Regions from separate parts of the Mus musculus genome. Here region 1 is linked to region 2. Evidence: chromatin contacts called from public HiChIP or PLAC-seq data. All regions are on one chromosome and are shown on one strand. The core of a region is the stretch at or near the end of the contact, and the rest is flanking DNA. Distances in the headings are between cores, read along the strand shown.

Region 1 (2,823 bases), core at 186-2,685, 240 kb before region 2:
AAGTGTCTCCAGCTGTCTGGAAAACACTGCGAGATCAAGGACCCAGGCAGTCCTTGACATCTAATGGGTACCACTTTGAGGCAAGTCCACTCCAAAGTTCTGTGGGTCCTTTAACCTTTTAAGTCCGTTGGTGGGAGGGGCCTTCCTAACCTCTCTCCTTTTATCTATTCTCTGTCTCCCCTTTCTCCTTTGCTTCCTTGACCATACAATGGTGGGTTATACCAAACCCACAAATTCCAAGCTATATGTAGCACCGAGTGGCTGTTTGTCCCTAAAATACCACGTCGCTGACTACAGCAAACACTAATTACAAGCTTTATCTAATCACTGTTGTGTGACCGGTCATTTTTGGTTTCCAAAAATGACAATGAGTGGCATGCTTCTGCAGCTGGTGGGGTTTCAGATCTCAAGTGCACACAGATGTGCATGGAATTGAGCACCCCAAGTGACCAACTCAGAAAGGGAAATGGGACAAAGAAGAGAGGAAGCACAGAGAGGCAGGTTTTGCTGCTAAAGACCTCACGAACAGTTCAGGCTTGCCATGTTGTACTAACCCCACCCAGAAAATGCAAGTCAGCATTCTTCTCCCTGATATGCACTCTGCTAATGCAATTGGTGACACCAGAGATGCCACTGAATGACCATACCACAGACTGGAGGAAATAAAGTTTGTCTCTAATTTGTTGACTAGTTTGGGGTTTACAATCAGTTGTTTCTTCCTCAGTGATCCCTTCTTTCTTCCCAAAAAAGTAGAATGTAACAGTATCAAAGAAGCAATGCTGAGCATGAGGTCTGGTACCTTTGTGAGCTTATGACCATGACCTTGAGTAGGCTGGCCTACTCATTATTCTGCATGATCTTGCAAATAAGGTGGTGGCTAATAATACGCATTTGCCCTGGCCAATGAGACACGAGAATGAAGGTGGACAGGCAAAGGTTCTTGTAACCATTCAGCTGGTGTAGCCTCATCAGAACTAGCTTGAGAGCTCCTCACTCATGTTCACTGCCATGAATGTAGGCTGTCAGTTGCTCGGGAACAGGCAGAAAAAGGCCTCATGATGACCTTGGCCTGGGATCAGAGTGTCAAACACTGCCGCTCAAAATAAACCAGTATTCCACAGAGGTTCCAGAGCACATGTGCACACTTGGAAGGCAACTCCTCTCCATGTTTTAAATAGCCCAGAGATGGGCTTGAAGAAGATGCTGTGTCAAAACATAGAAGCACTTAGGAAAACAAGACCCTTTCAAACCCTACATTCCTCTCCACCATGATTCTCTTCTCACAGCAGTCCGTTGTATAGAGTAGTTGAGCTCTTGCTGTTGGCTGTGCTGTGGCAAGGGCCTGGCTTGCCAGGGCCAGCAGAGGGGAGGAGAGGCATAGAGGATCCTCGGGTGGCTGAGTGTGTAGCAACGGTGAGCCAGAGCGCAGACTGACTTTCACTTCCTTAAGCTATAAATAAAGCAGTGTTGTCCCCTTTAGCTTAATCTCGTCTTTGTACCCTCCTCTGAGTGAGTCCTTTAAGAAAAAAATGGAGTGAGAACATCAACTCTAACTCATTCCCCACCACCATCCTGAAAAGAGATGTTGATGGGCTCAGCTTGTTCCCTTCCAACTCTGCAGTTCTGCTCCGTCGAGGTCCATTCTTCCTGGCAAGTGGGTTGGAATAAGGACAGACACAGAGGAGCATTTTTGTCCTTACCTGCCATCCTATTTGAGACAAGTTCTCCTTCTGCACATGTCCATTGGAGTAAGAGTTAACCATGCATCCACGTGGCTTATCCTGTACCACACTGAGAAAGGGATATGAGCTCTGAGGCAGTACACAGGGCTGGGGAGGTAAGGGCAAAGTGCTTGCCTTGTAAGTATGAGGATCTGAAGCCACATACAGAAGTCAAGCATAATGGCATGTGGTTATAACCCTGGTGCAAGGGTGGTAGATACAGAAAGGGATTCATTGTCCAGCCAGCCTAGGCTATTCAGTGAACTCCAGGCACCAGGAAACTATCTCAACAGCCAAGGTAGACAGCTCCTGGGGAATGACATATGATACAGTCCTCTTACATACATGCATGCTTGTGTGCACGCATGTGTGGATGTACACACACACACACACACACACACACACACACACACACACACACATTCACACACCTAAACTCAGATCCTACCATAAGATATTTACACTTAAGAATTTCACATTCCACCTTCATTTCATCCTTAGGGCGATCCTATGATGTCAGTGTTTTTAGTTTCATTTTAGCCACAGTGAAACTCAGATTTAGAGATAATGTCATTCACCTGAGGCATTTCTTTGTTTCCCCCAACGGCTAGGAAACTCAAGGTCAAATGTGGCCAGAAAGAACTACTCAAACGGTTTATATTTGTTTTGCTGTCATTCTTGAGTCTGTTTTCCCTGCCCCTACTATCTTCATAATTTCTACTTTTATTTCCTATAGTTATAAAGAAACTTTAGAGCCTCTTTGGAAGAGTGAGATATCAACGTATTAGTGAGTGATAACTGGCCAGTAGCAGTCAAGATGAGAACTCAGACTATAGATGCCTCAGCCAGCTGTCGTTCCTAATGTTCTCTTGCTTACAAGTAGCCTGATGGCTTGGGAAACAGACATGTTCTATGGTGACCAAGAGACCAAAGGGAACTGAACATCTCCACAGCTGCTTGGATTCTGGCTGGGACCTGGATGGACATCAGGAAGCAAAGAAAACCTGTAGCCCTTCAGTTTATCCTGCTGGTGAGAAGTCAAGAGACCCAAGGATGGAATCTTCAAAAGAACAAAGAAAGAGAAGCTGCTGACATGGGATAA
Region 2 (2,700 bases), core at 130-2,629:
GATAAGACTATCTAGGGATGAAGTCTGATATGAAACAGTAAGTGTGGTGCACCAGGGTTGTAGCTCAATTGGGAGAAAGCTTGCCTACAATGCACAAAGCTCTGGGTTCCATTCCAGATTGGAATGGTGGTTCATCCCTCAAGTCCCAGCCCTTGATAGAAGGAGAAAGGACCATCTGAGGTACAAGGTCTTCCTTGGCTACATAGCATATTTGAGGCCATCCTGTGTATATTTACATTACATATTTGAGACCTTGACTCAATTTTTTAAATTAAAAACAGGAAATTATGCCAAGTCCCTACTGGTTTTGACTGTATTCACTCTGGGCTAACTACTTTACATGGCTATAACAAAAACTAGCTAGTTATTTTTGTCTGATTTGTTGTTGGTTTTGTTTTACAGTGTGTAGACCAGGCTGGCCTCAGATTGCACAAGTATTTGAGGATGACCTTGAACTTTGGATTCTCCTGCCTCCATCTCCTGTGTTCTGGGGTTATAGGTGTCACTACCACACCATCTTAGTGTGGTAATAGGATGGGAACTCAGCATCTAATACCTGCTAGGGGAGCACTCTGCCAAGAGAATTCCATTAGAAGCCCCTGAACTATCTCATACCATAGCACTATTTAAAGTTTCCAAAATATCACATACAAAAGAAAACTATTCAGGCTAAAAATTTGCATAGTTCAGGGTTTCTTAAAAGCTGCTGCTGCAAGATTCCGGTACTTGTAAGGCCAGCCCTAGCATTTTCGTGGCTGGAGGATCATGGTGGTCTTTTCTGAATTCCCAGAAATAATTAAGTCAATGAATGGAATTTTCTCAAATGTAAATTCTCCCATGATCCCCCCCTCACCCCACCCCCAACCTCTGGCAACTGCCACCACACTTCTGCTCACAGATGACAAGAATGAAGACTTCACCAACAGTCACAGAAACCGCTGGGGCAGCTGGTCACAGCCTAGGAGACTGTGTTTGTGGTTTTCAGCCTTTACCACAGCATGGAAGGCAGTCATATTTTCTGCTCTCAGAATCACTTCACGTCCTGTGATGGAGCAAACAACAGTCACTCCTGACCATTTCCCATGGGCATCAAGATGGCAGTTGCTGAAGGCTGCCCTCTGTAGAGATGGGAGCTAAGCTGAGCCCTCCCGCACCTTCCTTGGGTTTTCTTATGGATGAGAAAAACCCAAAGGGTGACATGTGTAGGGGCTGACAGGAGAAGCTACAGTCTTCTTAGATAGCTGACACTTAGTCTGTGCCTTGTCTGATGCTTTTCCTGACAACAGCCACACAACTCCCAACCCCAATCATCCCTGCCCCCATACTGGCTTGAAGAAGAACTACTTAAAACTTTCCTGGACTCGGGAGATGACTCAGTCGTCACCTTTGCAAGTGTGGGGATCTGATTCAATCCTCAGAGCTCACAGAAAACTACTCGGTATGGTGGTACTTGTAATCCAGGTGATGGGGAGGTAGATACAGGAGGGTTCCCAGGGCTAGCTGGCTAGTCAGTCCAGCCTAATTGGTCAAGGAGGGGCAGCACGTCAAAAAGAAAGAGAGTGGATAGTACCTGAAGATGAGACTCAAGGTTAGCCTCATGCCTCTGCACACATGCACATTTGTACATACTTATATGCATAGTGCATTTTTAAGTTTTTCATTAAAATAAAAGTATTTTTCTACTCCAAGGATAATCCAGGTACCCATAGACTCAGCAAGTCTCCCGCCACATCACCAGTATGTTTGTTAGAAATTCAGGTTGCCAACACATCCTACCCACAAGGGATTAGAATCTGTCCTTTTATAAGCTGACCCAGTGACCTGCAGTACCCATGCTTTGAGAAGCTCTAGGCAGAGCTGGTAACGTCTTCTGTAGCTTCCCTATTTGTAGAGAGCAAACCCAACACAGTCATCTGGTCCCAGCCTTCCTACCTAGTCTCTTCTGAATGAATTCTCACATTTTCCATTCTCTGAAGGCCACAAAGCTATGATGGCTTGTATATGCGGGCCAGGGAGTGGCACTATTAGAAAGTGTGACCCTGTCGGAGTAGGTGTATTACTGTGGGTGTGGCCTTTAAGACCCTCATCCTAGCTGCCTGGAAGCCAGTATTCTGCTAGCAGCCTTCAGATGAAGATGTAGAACTCTCAGCAATTCCTGCATCATGCCTGCCTAGATGCTGCCATGTTCCTGTCTTGATGATAATAGACTGAACCTCTGAACCTGTAAGCCAGCCCCAATTAAATGTTGTCTTATAGGATTTGCCTTGGTCATGGTGTCTGTTCACAGCAGTCAAACCCTAACTAAGAGAAAAGCCTAGCTGTTTCTGTGCTCTACTCCCTATCTGATACCTTTCCATAAAGAGTGACATTATACAAGTCAGGTCACATCTTCCTCCAGGAAGCCCTCTAGGATTCTTCTTAAGACACTTTCCACTTCTCTGTTCCACTAATTTGCAGGGTGTGTGTGTGTGTGTGTGTGTGTGTGTGTGTGTGTGTGTGTGTGTGTGTGTGTAAGTGTCTGTGGCTGTATGAGTCTGTATCTATGTATCTGTGTATTTATGTTCCTGTATTTATCTGTGTGTGTCTGTGTGAATCTCTATGTGTGTGTCTGTATCTGTGTATTTCTGTGTGTATCTGTGTGTATATCTGTGTGTGCGTGCGTGTGTGTGTGTGTGTGTGTGTGTGTGTGTGTGTGTGTGT

Evidence for each region. HiChIP or PLAC-seq counts read pairs in DNA pulled down with a chosen protein or histone mark.
Region 1: an H3K27ac HiChIP or PLAC-seq map of large pre-B cells shows a contact between it and region 2, with 2.4 times the contacts expected there. The contact joins two enhancer-like sites. A contact is called at or near these places in 2 of 115 datasets of contacts at active chromatin or transcription factors (bone marrow-derived dendritic cells and large pre-B cells).

What each region holds. Positions count from the first base shown.
Region 1 is chr4:55,822,818-55,825,640 of GRCm38.p6, reverse strand. No RefSeq gene overlaps it. Among named protein-coding and RNA genes, the nearest start is that of Gm34482, 130 kb to the left of the region's middle. Within about 2 kb of position 1,435, at least 34 of the 459 cell types and tissues checked have an H3K27ac peak or open chromatin away from gene starts, as enhancers often do.
Region 2 is chr4:55,584,695-55,587,394 of GRCm38.p6, reverse strand. The region is part of intron 1 of Gm12506 (a long non-coding RNA gene); the gene reads right to left. All of the region lies in intron 2 of Gm12511 (a long non-coding RNA gene), which reads right to left. Among named protein-coding and RNA genes, the nearest start is that of Gm12511, 14 kb to the right of the region's middle. Within about 2 kb of position 1,379, at least 28 of the 459 cell types and tissues checked have an H3K27ac peak or open chromatin away from gene starts, as enhancers often do.